Regions from separate parts of the Mus musculus genome. Here region 1 is linked to region 2. Evidence: chromatin contacts called from public HiChIP or PLAC-seq data. All regions are on one chromosome and are shown on one strand. Each heading gives the region's core, a stretch centred on a gene start, on an enhancer-like site or on the middle of the called end of the contact. The rest is flanking DNA. Distances are from core to core; before and after follow the strand shown.

Evidence for each region. HiChIP or PLAC-seq counts read pairs in DNA pulled down with a chosen protein or histone mark.
Region 1: a CTCF HiChIP or PLAC-seq map of CD8 T cells shows a contact between it and region 2, with 13 read pairs. The contact joins two enhancer-like sites. A contact is called at or near these places in 2 of 15 datasets of contacts at CTCF or cohesin (CD8 T cells and hippocampal excitatory neurons), 42 of 484 Hi-C or Micro-C datasets (B cells, the C10 cell line, the C2C12 cell line and 25 more) and 10 of 115 datasets of contacts at active chromatin or transcription factors (CD8 T cells, T-cell acute lymphoblastic leukemia, Th17 cells and 5 more).

What each region holds. Positions count from the first base shown.
Region 1 is chr3:37,269,708-37,276,083 of GRCm38.p6, forward strand. No RefSeq gene overlaps it. Among named protein-coding and RNA genes, the nearest start is that of Cetn4, 40 kb to the right of the region's middle. Within about 2 kb of position 3,229, at least 16 of the 459 cell types and tissues checked have an H3K27ac peak or open chromatin away from gene starts, as enhancers often do. A contact at or near this core is called in B cells, CD8 T cells, Th1 cells and 5 more, where this site is marked.
Region 2 is chr3:37,201,003-37,207,301 of GRCm38.p6, forward strand. No RefSeq gene overlaps it. Among named protein-coding and RNA genes, the nearest start is that of Gm36168, 20 kb to the right of the region's middle. Within about 2 kb of position 3,134, at least 204 of the 459 cell types and tissues checked have an H3K27ac peak or open chromatin away from gene starts, as enhancers often do. A contact at or near this core is called in B cells, CD8 T cells, Th1 cells and 5 more, where this site is marked.

The sequences.
Region 1 (6,376 bases), core at 1,979-4,478, 69 kb after region 2:
TTTTTTTTTTTTTTTTCATCCCAGGCTCTTCCTGATGTCCACACAAATGTCACAGCAGGGTAGACTGATCACAAGTCAGCTAGGTATTGGAGTTGGTTTGACTGCTTTGGACTTGAAGATGCGTGCAAACCTGTAGACTATGGCCACTGAGAATGAAGAACTAGGCAAGAGTTAGCCAAGACACCTGTAGTCAGGCATGTCAGGAGTATGCAAAGGGTAACCGTGTGGGTGACCGAGTCAATGAATTAAACATGGGAGTGTGAGCCTGGGGCTCAAGTGAATTTGGCATAGAAGAATGCATGCAAGAGAGAACAGGAAGGGAAATGACCCATAAAGAGAGGAAAAACCACAGATATGTTTCCCTAGTGCCTCTAACAAGTACCGTGAGTGAACAGTGGACATTACCCACAAAGCCAGAGCTGGTGGGGGAAATGCCCGTGTGAGATTAATCCAGGATCTGCTAGTTTCTGCTTTCATGTGTGTGTGTGTGTGTGTGTGTGTGTGTGTGTGTGTGTGTGTGTGTGTGTGTTTTCCAAGTTCTAAACTGGTTGGGCAGCAAACTCCAGGCAAGGATCTACCTGCTTCCATCTTCCCAGTACTAAAATCACAAGCAAGCACCACAACACCTAGATTGTTTTGGTTTTGGTTTATTATGAGTTCAAACCTAAGTTTTTACGCTTGCAAGGCGCGTTTTTATCAGCTGCGATACAGCTCTGGCCCTCAGCAGGCTTTCTTCCATGACATGTTATTACATGCCCACCAGAAAGTAACTTACATAAACAAAGCAAGTGATAGTAAATAATTACCATAAATCTTCTATATGAGAACTGGGGAGCATTTCCATGCAATTCCATGTAAATCACCTGTCTGCTCTCCCAATATCTCATTCCCAAGCCCTCTGGCTCATACTGGGTTTTATCCTCACAAAACCCTAAGGTGTGGATGTATTAACTTCCTCTTCTTTGCAGATGGGTGGAATGGAAGATGATCTCCAAAAGCCACAGTGTGGGTGAATGACAGATCAGGGCTATTTCACCAGCCATTCTGTCCTCCAAGCCTTCTGTCCATCACCTTGGCATCAGTGGACTGTTTGTATCATTTCTATCTAGCTACCTATCTATCTGTCTGCCTGTCTGTCCATCTGTCTCTCTGTTCCTCCATCCATCTGTCTATCTATCTATCTATCTATCTATCTATCTACCATGTATCTATCTATCATCCATCTGTCTGGCATCTTTTTAAATTATATGACTACAAGTGTTTATTGGAGAAAATCTTTAAACATAGAAAATCACAACTAAAGCCACAGTTTAAACTTGGTACTTGTGTAGCATGGTACCTTTTTATTGATAATAACTTTCCCATGTTCCCCTTGGTAGAGATGGACAGAGCAGTGTGGATAATAAATGTACCATTCTTTTCAGAGGTCCATCTCTCCATATGTCTTCATATGCACACAATGTAACGTCAGAATTTAGTAGGATCAAATAGACTATTAAATGATTCTGGACTAACTTACTCATTTGAAAAGAGAGGCCTATAGATGACCCATGTGTCTGAATAACCTAAAACCTACAATTATTGAGAGGACTTCTCAGAGAATAGACAAAGCATGTCCCAGCTCTGTGCACATACAGAAGTGAAGATAACCTACCCCTTCCCTGGGTATGCTAACCTACAGGCAGCCGCTGCTGCCATCTGTTGGCAGTGTGTGGAAGTGATGCATTTCTTCCTAGGTGCATAACATGGTTCCTTTTAGGCAAATCCTTAAATATGAGAGCCCTTGAAGAAAGAAAGAAGTGGGAGGGGCACAAAAAGAAGAAAAGGAAGGGGAAAGAAAAAGGCAAGTGCATGCAGAGTCAGACATGGTTCAAATACTAGCAGTTCCAGTGTAATTAAACAGTCTTTGTTTCCCATCTTTAATGGGGATGCTGTCTAGTTCATAGAGATGTTGTAAGAATTAAATAACAATACATACTAACCTGACCAAATGCTATCCCACATCTCTGTGACTGAACACAGTGGCAGTCAGTTCCCTTCTGAGTTGTAACATAGGGCAAATATTGTTTCCTCCAGTAACGCTTCAACTTGAACTTTCCAGATTATCTAGGATGCCAGCCAGGAAAGCAGGAGGAAAGGGTGTGGTGTTTGCAAAAGTAGAATTTGTAGACCAGACATGGTCTTCTACTGCACACTGCTAACTGCATCTCAGTACCACAATGGTATCAGCTGCCTGAAAGGTTGGAGACAGCAGCTCAGCATTCCAGCTAAAGAACATGAGAAGTTCAATGATCCCATGCCTTAGTAGCTCAGATGGGGGCACTTTCTATGAGAAACATCTTTAAGCTTGTTCTTGAAGGACCTACTGGCCGTGGAGAGTGGAGATGAGATGTGGGGTGCTACACAAGAAAGCCCTGAGGAGCATCCCAAACAAGAGGCCATGATGAGGAAAGACGTCTGACTAAAGAGATGATGTGTTATGTAGGTAGAGAGTAAACTAAAAGGAAGTTTGACAGGTAGTATTAAGGAGTCAGTGAGAGGCTTCCAGGCTTGGAGAGCTGTACTAGATCCAGAGAACCCCAGGAGAAAGCCAGCAGCCCTGTGAAAAAATCAACTGGTTACTGTAAGAAAAAACCAGAGTGCAACACAACACTTGATGCCTTTTATCGAACTTCTGAACTTCAAAAATCTGAGTGCTGCATTAAACAATCCTCTGAATGTTTTCAAGATTCTACAACTGTTCCAGGGGCTGGGCGACAGCTTTATGTGGTAATGGAAAAACAATGGGGATATGGCAAGAATCAATGGGTTACACTGAGAAGAGAGTCCCCCTATGTCAGAGAACAAATAGGTAGCCAAGACGTGAGTCAGAACAAACTCAGAAAGCACCTAGAAGCCTTCCCTGTTTGAAGCACACCAGCCAGTTTCACATGGGTGAAGTTTGGTTTTAAAGAAGACAAACCGAAAACACAACTTGTTTGTTTAGATTTTGTGATCCTCCTGGAGACTTCAGGGCGGCTCTAGGCAACGTGAAGGGAGAATGATCTTCATTGTAGCACAGTGGTAGAGCACTTTCCTGGCAAGCACGGGGTCCTGGGTAATTTCTTCCTGGAAACATTGGGTTTCCTTGGAGAGAACAAGAGTGCACAGGGTCATTGTCTCCTGGCCCACATGTGATGAACTTGTTGAAGCAGGTACAGGCACAAGTCCAGTCCTGTACATACCCAGGTTTGAGAGAAGGTCTCGTGTCTCAGAACACTAGCAAAGCCCAGACAACACCCCTGACCGACTTTAGCTCTTACAGCATTCAAAAGGAACATATTTGTCTTTATTTTTAAGGAAAAGATTAGATTTTAGATGAATGGTTATTTGCTGTGTGCTACATCTTTATTTACACAAATAAAATATCCTACTGTTAAAAACAACCCACGTGACCTTGGCAAGTGCCGAGTCTGCTCTGGGCTTTGGACTTTTGTTTTCTTCTCTATACAACATAGGATTCAATTATATAATCTCTGAGGTCTCTTTCTGATCTGAAACAACAAATTCTAGAATAACTTCCTGTTTCTGGTGAAGCGACATGAATCTTGAGGTTACTTTATCGCATCACAAGAAATCTCTACCATTGTTGAAAAACCTAGCACTCCACGGAGGGAGCCCTGGGGGAAGCGTTATTTAGGGGCAGCATCACGCCTTCATGGCTGAGCCCAGAGCAGCTTACCTTATACCCCAGACAGGAAGGGACAAGAGCTTTAGTCATACCCATCTGCTTCCCAAAACCATGGCTCTGCACTGAAGTCCCTTCCTGTGTGCACTTCCCAACTGGACATGGGTTTGATTGCTAGCCTCCCCTTAGACCTTATCTGATTCAGTATTTCTACATAAGCCCATACCTCTCTGAAGGATATTTACTCTAAAAGCAGGAATATATCCTGGTGTAGCAATTTTAATAGTGTCCAGCACAGCAGGTGATGTTGTGAGTGATAACAATTGCTGGAAAACATCAGATTTCTAGATCGTGAGGAGCCATCTGCAACTAGTTAAGAGTAAATTGATTGCCATTATGTTAAATGCATAAGTCAGTCTCCCATCTGTACAATGGCTGGCTGCTGCCACATCACGCTGTAGAACAGAACTGCCCCATCACCACAGAGAGCCCACCTGACAGTCTGCCCACGTGCTGATCAGTCACATAGAAATGCCAGAGAGCTTGGGAGGCACTTAGACTTTCTTCTATGTGGGTTGGCTCAACTAGTTTCAGCATCATATAACTCGCCACCTCACAAAGTGGCCCATTCTACTCTTGGAAGACTTCGTATTAGAAAGCTGGTCCTAAGGAATCAAGAATGCTGTCCCCCCCCCACACACACACACACATACACCGTATGCACAGGGCAATTGTAATGATTCCTCTCTCTAGCGATTCAGAGTGCAACTCAGTAGTAGAGTACTTAGCCAGCATACATGAGGTCTTACGTTCAGTCCTCAGCACAGAAAGAAAACACAAATGAGTACCCGTAAGTTTTGAGAGTTGAATTCTTTAGTTCGAATCTCATCTTCCTATGTTGCTGTCCCTTGTCTTACTTTTGTCGCCCCTTTCCTCATTCTCTCTCACCCTCCCTCTCTCCCTACCTGTCTGTCTGTCTGCCTGCCTGCCTGTCTCTCTGGTCTTGATAGAGACCAACCCTACTGAGCCATAGCCCCTTGTTTTATTGGCTTTGCACTGCACACTTTCCGAGAGCATGCCTATTTCTTCTCCAGCAGAGCAACGATTATGCAGATTGTGTGTCCGTGTGTCAGAGCACAGAACAACTTCCTGCATCTCCCCCCAGGTCTAAATGTAGAAACCTCTAAGAGGCTTGCTTTAGTTTGACATTTTGCAACTGAAAGAGGACATCAGAAGCGCTGGGGATGAATGGTATACTTCAAAATGGTGTCTACAAAAGAGGTTCTAAATGTCGGGCTCCACAAGAAAAGGCATCTCTTCCTCGTGGGTGGAGACTGCAGGGGAGATACAGTGTTAAGTGCCACATACAGCTTCAGACCTGCTCAACAAATGCCAGTGGCGTCTATGCTGGGCCAGCAGATAACCAAGATGTTGCTCCTAACCTGCAGGTGCTATCAAAAAGGCCAGTTGTTCCTTTCAAAACTTAGCACCAAAACCTAAGTGATTTCAGCCAACGTTGATAGTTCTGGGTACAACTGATAAACCAGCTATCAACTTTACACACAAAAGGATTGATACCTGACTCGTTTCATCAGCTTTAACATGTGATCAAAATTAACACTATCATCTGTGTAGCGCATATATATATATATGTGTGTGTGTGTATATATATATATATATGCAAACACACATATATACCTATATCCATGGATTCTGCATCCATGAATTCAACCACTGGTCAAAAGTACTTTGAGAACATACAGAGTCTGTAGTAAAGATTTTTAAAAATATTTTTATTTAAGTGTATATGTGTATGTCACTGTATGAATATATACCAACTGGGTACATTCCCACAGAGCACAGAAAACAGCATCAGATCCCAGGAGCTGGACTTACAGGCAGTTGGGAGCCTACTGACATGGGTGCTGGGCACTAAACTCAGATCCTCTACAGCAGCAATATATATGCTCTTCACCACTGCAGATTTCCTTCTTGTCCTTATCCCCTCCACATCCCAGTATGACTGTTTATATTGCATTGGATGTAAATAATCCAAAGATGAGTTAAATCACAAGAGGATTGCATAAATACTATGCAAATTATATGACAATTATATGCAGATATGTAAGGTATGTGAGCATCTGGTCACTTGGGAGGTATTTGAAAGGGTACCTGTGATAGATGGATAGATAGATAGATAGATAGATAGATAGATAGATAGATAGATAGATAGATTTACATATATACATATATGTACATGTATATGCATATATACAAAGACACAACATAGAGATACATTTTTATATAAGTTAATTATGCTTTATGTTTTATATGGTAATAGACTTATACTTTATGCATAAAAATGCATTTCAACATACCTATTTCCAGTTGCAAAACTGAAGCATGCATTTTAATGTCGTGTGATGTCTATGCACACACACACATAGGTACTGCGGATATTTCTGCAAGATACGGGGAAAATCTTTCACAGAAGCCTTGGAAGAGCAGGAAAGGATTCTTGAGACCTGGAAAATGACTCATTTCTATTTCACTTTACACTCGCTCATAAGTTATTGGTTCTTACTTTTATAACAACAAAGTAGTTATATAATATTTGGTTATATGAAACAAACATTATCACCCTACATCTCCTCCAAGATGAGTTCCATGGTACAGGCTGCACTCCATTTGTTCAAGTTACAATAGTTT
Region 2 (6,299 bases), core at 1,884-4,383:
ATCAAGGCAGTATCGTGTATCTGTGTCCACTCTTCTGAAACTATCTACCATCCTGAGCCAACTGTTAAAGGCTTTGAGGATTCTCCCTGTTGTAAACTTAATAATTAGCAAACTTCTGACAGGATTGAGGGCTATACTGATTGGTTATAACTGAATAGGATTTAATGACAGTAGTAAAAATCATATTAAAACAGGATAGAAATGAAAATCTTAAGCTGGCTGTCAGGCATGGGAATTGCTAAACTGTGAAGCTAGGGGCTGGCTGGCGCACTTTGGTCTATAGAGCTAAAGTCAGGTGGACTATTGATCGATCTTTAGGAACCACAATAATGACTTGTGCGCTCCCACTGTTGAAGGTGATGGCTGTAGACTGCACTGGCAGCAGGAATCGTGTGTTTAATTTGATGAGCACAGGGCCAGACTTCCTGCTTGCTGTTGGAAGTCATGAGGCAGGACTTCCTATGTGGCCCAGTGCTCTCAGCAGTCACTTGTGGCAGCTGTCACTTGTGGCGTGTGGCACTGCTAGCCTTTACTTTACAAACCCCCAGCAGAGAGGGAGAGGGAAAGAGAAGGAGAAAGGGAGAAAGGGAGGGAACCCCTTGAGTGTGCAGGAAGGTGGGGAGATAGACACATGATCAGGGATTGGTGGAGTGTGAGCGGGCTGAGGAAGACAGTGAGACAGACTCAGAGCTGAGAGTAAGAGTGGGGGAGGGCAGCAGAGTCCCTGGCAGGAGACAGAGCCAGACCTGCCTTTCAGGCAAACTGGCTGGACTAGTAGTTGCAGCAGGCTGCAAATGAGAGAGGGGGAGGGGAAAGTTTGCCACATGGATCATTAGCAAGAAAGTGCCAGTTTAGTGTTGATGTAGAGATATTGTTTTAGACCAAGACATCCCATTAAGTAGGGACCAGGCAGAGAAATACTGACCCCTGGGCGAGAGAATAGGGTTATTAGCTGCCCCTACCAGTGTCCTGAGGACATTAACAACCTAAGAGAGATTCTAGCACAGGCCAGACCACCAGGTCGACTTGTGATGGCTGGGGGCTAACGCTCAGAGCCTGTGCTCTTGAGCCAGTTCATCCAAACCCAGGAATTTCTCAGCTTCGAGAAACTGTCTACAAGGAGAGGGAAATCTCACCCAAGGGAAAAAGTCCTAAAACGAGGGTCAGGGAAAAACTGAATGTCTTCCATCCTCAAGGACAACACAGGGGTAGCTCCGAGCTCAGGAACTCTCCCCTGGGACCATGCAGATGGGAAGGGATGGGGGCTTACCAGTTCTGGGCTAGCAAGCGTGGATCTCTTGTGGTGACTGAGGTGGGATGTCTCAGTGGGCCCATACTGAGGCATCCCTTCCCCATGAGGGACCAGCCACACAATAGTATAGTATAGAATAGAGTTTATTCAGGGCATGGGAAGGGGAGTTAAGAGGGTAGTAGAGGCAGAGAAAGGCAGAGAGAGGGAGAGAGTAAAGAAGTAGAAGCTGGCCATGGCCATGGGCATGTGGAGAGAGGGGGAAGGGAAGAGCCCAAGATGGCAAGAGAGAAGCAAGCAGTAAGCAAGAGTAAGAGAGGGAGGAGGGGGGCAAGCAGCCCCTTCTATAGTAGGTCAGGCCTAACTGGCTGTTGCCAGGTAACTGTGGGGATGGAGTTTAGATACAATGCTAACTAACCTGCCATTAAACTATATATGGATCTCCTTATTCCCAAGTTTTTGGTGGCAAAACTCAATCTATCTGCCTAATGGCTTCATTCTACTGATATCAGGCTCCCTTGGGAACTCACAGTAGAGCTGGGCTGAAGGGACCCAGGACACAGCCCCAGAGCAAGAGCCATATGAGCAGGGAGGAAAAATACAAATTATACTCAACACTCAGAGGCAGAGCTAAATCCTGCTTTTCTTTACTTTGTTCTGGGTGCACACCCTATCCCCAGAGCCGGTGATATAGTAAAGGATCCAGACCCAGACACGGCCCGGTGGCTGTCAATCACACCAGCTACACTCAAAATCCACTTCCTCACAGAATGCTAGGGGGGGGCGATGATTGAGCTCTGTACTCAGTGTTGTCCTTTCCTCAGGCTGAGATGTACTCTTATGGATGGTCCTGCACATAAGCGTAGGACTAACCTCAGTGCCTGCTGAAGCACGCTCCCTCCCTTCTGCAAACTGTGCAGACCTGGCCTTCCCTGACTCCTCTGCTATTCTAAGCACTTCCTTTCCTTTCAGTTTTAGTGAATCTTTGATGGCGGATTAGATACTAGGGAAACCCTGCTCTACTAGGGCATCCAAGCAACCCTGCTGTGTCTTTCAAATATTTCCTGTTGCTTTTCTGGGGATTCCTCCCTGGTGAGGTCCTTGGTCAGTCTATCCAGGCTTCTTTCGGTAGAACAAAGGCCAGATCCTTAGTTGCTCCTGGCGCCTTCTTATCTAAAAATAGCCTTGCAAACCTGATTTTATCCATTTTCTATAAATTCCCAGGGAGCCCCCGTAGTGCTCCTTAAGGTCTAAGTAATAGTGACAGTTTGCTTTTATGGCTGAGCTGTGGTCATAACGTATTCTCTTTGCCAGCACAATTGGAACAATAAGACATTTACAACCAGTGCGAAAGTCTAGCCCCTGTCATAAGCCAGCCACTTAGAGATCATAATGTCACCTCCATATCCTATAGCTAAAGTCCTCAGGAAACACCCAGCTGTGCCAACTTAGGGGGTCTAACTCCCACTAACTGGGGGACTTGGTCAAATGATATATATGTATACAGAGAATGGATTTTACATTCAGAGGCCTCCTTACTCTGCATATCCTTACAATAGTGCCTGAAACAGATAATTCTAAAAAATACCTCATAATCATAATTGCTTTATGTCTTGTATCCAAAAGAGGCAAATCAAATCAATCAATCTTAATCAAATGCAAGCCTATTTCAGAACGCATGTCGCAGGACCCTGTTAGGTAAGCTGTGGGACTGACGACTTCTTCATGGAAACTCTGGCTTGAATATAGAATTATCTGTAAGGAGGGAGGAAGGAGGACAGAAAAGATCAAGCTCCTGACAGAATAATTTCCCTAAGGACGCACCAAGTCAGATGATTGGTTTCTTCCCCTGCACTGCCCCCTTGTGGTAAAATGTCGTTAGTGTTTTGGTAGAAAGAGGAAGTAAAGGAGACAGCGATGAAGGGAAGTCGGGCTCCAAAGAGGAGCTGCCAGCCTTCAAGGAGCTTGTGGGGAACCCTGCCCTGCCAGAGCTTCCTGTTCTTTGCTTTGTGGCCCTGTGAGAGGCGGCAGCTGCTGCTGCCCCACCCTGACCCTTTCTCTCCTCATCAGATCTGAGCAGCGTAACCAAAGATACATGGCACAGACCTCAGGAGCCCGCAGGAAAGGAGCGCCTTCCTGGAACGGTTTACCTTGCCCAGTCGTCCTGGACGCTCCCAAAGGAGGTTCTGTCGTTGTTAGCGATGTACATCAGTCTCCAGTGAGGCACATAACGCTTCAGTGAACATCTCGTCCAAAGGGACATTTGAAAGAACAAAAGAAGACCAGAAATATTTCTGAAGGAGTAGAAGCTGGGAGGGGACTTTGGGACACTTCTTTCAAGTTTCCTCCTCTGCTAAGAGAAATCTACAAACACAGGGGATTGTGTTATTCGCGTCACTGAGAGCAAGAGGAGAACGTCTGATTTGGGCATAGTATTCCAAGCACAGTTTATCGAAGTAACTGGACTCATAAATACAAAGTTGGAAAGCATCTCATGTGTACTGGGTTCTCCCTGGGAGCAAGTGCCTGTCACTGTCAGGGGAGACCTCTCCTGGAGGGCACAAATACTGCAACGTGTCAGTGATCCAGTTTCAGGAGTGAAAAATAATGTTTTGTGCAAATGCATTAATATTCTTCAAAATCTAGAAAGACATCAGAACTAGGAAGGTAACTATTGAGTGCAAACTAGCTTTTGGATGCCGTATTACTTCTTAATAAAATTTTACTAAAACTACAACCCTGAAAATAAATCAGATACTACAAATATATCCTTGTTTGAAGGCGGTGATAGATACCTGGTACGGACCAGATTGTGTCAGTGAGCAGGATCGACCCTTCCCCAGACACATTTTCAGTCAACACTTTCCTGTTCTGAGATGAGGTCCAAGGAGCGCTGGGTGCTCAGATACACTGGGGCTTTGCTCTGTAAGCAGCCTGTGGTTTCTGGGGTCCCCAGCAGAACCCCAGGGCTCTCTACCCCACATTTTGCTCTGGAAACCCAAGAGTCCTGTTGTGATTTATGAAGTGACAGAGTTAGGAAGAAAGGCAGCTCTTGGACCCGTAGCCCAACCAAACACACAAGCTGTGGTCGTCGCCCCAGACAACTGCTCTTCAGCAGGCTTGAGATTTCTCCACAGAGAGCAGAGTCCTTTCATGTGGGCAAAGAACGACTTTATCAGACAGAATGCCTCGATGCTTATGAAATGCTTCCTGAGAGGGAGGAAGTCAGGCTATAATTGGGGCAGAATTTACAACAGCGAAATCACATTTGGGCAAGTTCTCTCTTATTGCAAGGGGCCTCCGAGCCACTAGAGATGCTTCATAGATTGCCACTGTCACCTGCTGGCTGGCCTCCAACTGCCATGAGGCCCAGGGAGGGGAAGGCAGGTAGGCCCCTGAATCAAGGCTTGGGTGGTACCCAGAACACTCTGGATCACATGACCGACTTGGTTCTTAGAGGACAAGGTTTGGAAACTTTGATGTATAGGTCTAAAGCCTCAGTAGGAGGGAAGTTGGGTGGTGTCTGTCTCACCTGGTGCAGTGGCAGTGAGGCTGTAACAACTGCCCAGTCACTAGCCTGAAGCAGATGTTGTATTTAGTGCTAAGGTCACCTGTAGTTTATATGTAGCTCTTCTTGTTCACATGAAACATAGAAATCTACTTGACAGCCCCAAACGTCACTGCCACTATTGTGTTTCCTAAGGAATACAGCTGGAAGCTCATCTGTTCTTGAGCCAAGTCTTTCCCAGAACACATGGGTGGGTCTGACTGCAGAGAAATGGAGAAGATGGCAGAAATATGAAGATCAGAAAGACTGTCCAAAGGACAGAATAACAGACAGTAAAGGGCCGAGATGGATTTCATGAACAAAAGCAAAACTCAAAGTGCACATCATCTTGCGGTTGGGAAGTCCATCTCCTTCTGCTCCTTGTGGGAAATGAAGCCAATGCCATATCAAAACAAACAAAAAAATCTTGCAGCTTAACAATCCCAAAAGCTTACATCATTTTAAAATCTGTGCACTCAACATAGTAATGTCTCTTTTTTATCTCAAGAAGGTGTTCCTGCATAACTGCATACCTTCTAATGAATAGACTCACAGAAATAAAAAATAAAGCAATTTTTGTTCTTCCCCACAGGTTCATGTGAATGACTGATGTCTATTGCATAGAGGCTTACATGACTCTTGGGGTCCCCACCCCCACACTCTACCTCCCTGCCACCCCCACCCCCACACTCAACCTCTCTGCCACCCCAGGCTGCCTTACCACCCCAGGCTCTTACACTGTGGTGTTCAGCACTTCTGTCAGGGTGAGTTCCACAACTGGGAACCCTTGGCATCAGAAGCTACTGGGAACCTTACATTAAAATGGAGAGGGAAAAAATGCGAGTGTATGCGGGGTGGACATGAAAATCAAAGGCTGATCGGAGTGAGTGTTACAGATTGTATTGCTATGAGATCTCACAGGGGGTTCCTTTCAGCTCCATGGCCTTGCTTTCTCTGTTGAATGAATTCATATGAGACATGAAGTGGGGTACAGAACAGATGACAAGTAGAGATTATCACAAAGAGACAAGGGACAAGAGTGGCCAGTGGCCAGAGAGACCACTGTGAAGGAAAAAATGCATAATGTGGTAGTCGACAGTGAACAGGTGTGCGTATGAAGGCTTTATACTACTCTCAAGCATTTATGAAACATATTTCACTGTCCGGGTGATTGACAGGCCCATTTGGGTTCACTCTTCAGGGGGAGGGACAATGGTTTGTCTCTATTCTTTACTAGAAAGCCCCAATTCCTCCCAAGCCAGAGATAAGACTGAGATCCCATTCTGTTGGCCAAAAATCATGTAGTGGGGTAGACCCATAAGAATGAAAGAAAAGCATCTATAAAAATAGCCATATTTACCCAGAGGAAATGAGCTGCTCAGAACGGGACTCACTGATGCACAGCCACCTGGACCTTCCGACCTTCCGTACAGCTTTAAATCTTGAGGGGCAATTGGGAATCTTTCCTCCTTCTTAAAATTAGTATTACCAGAGACACAGGGC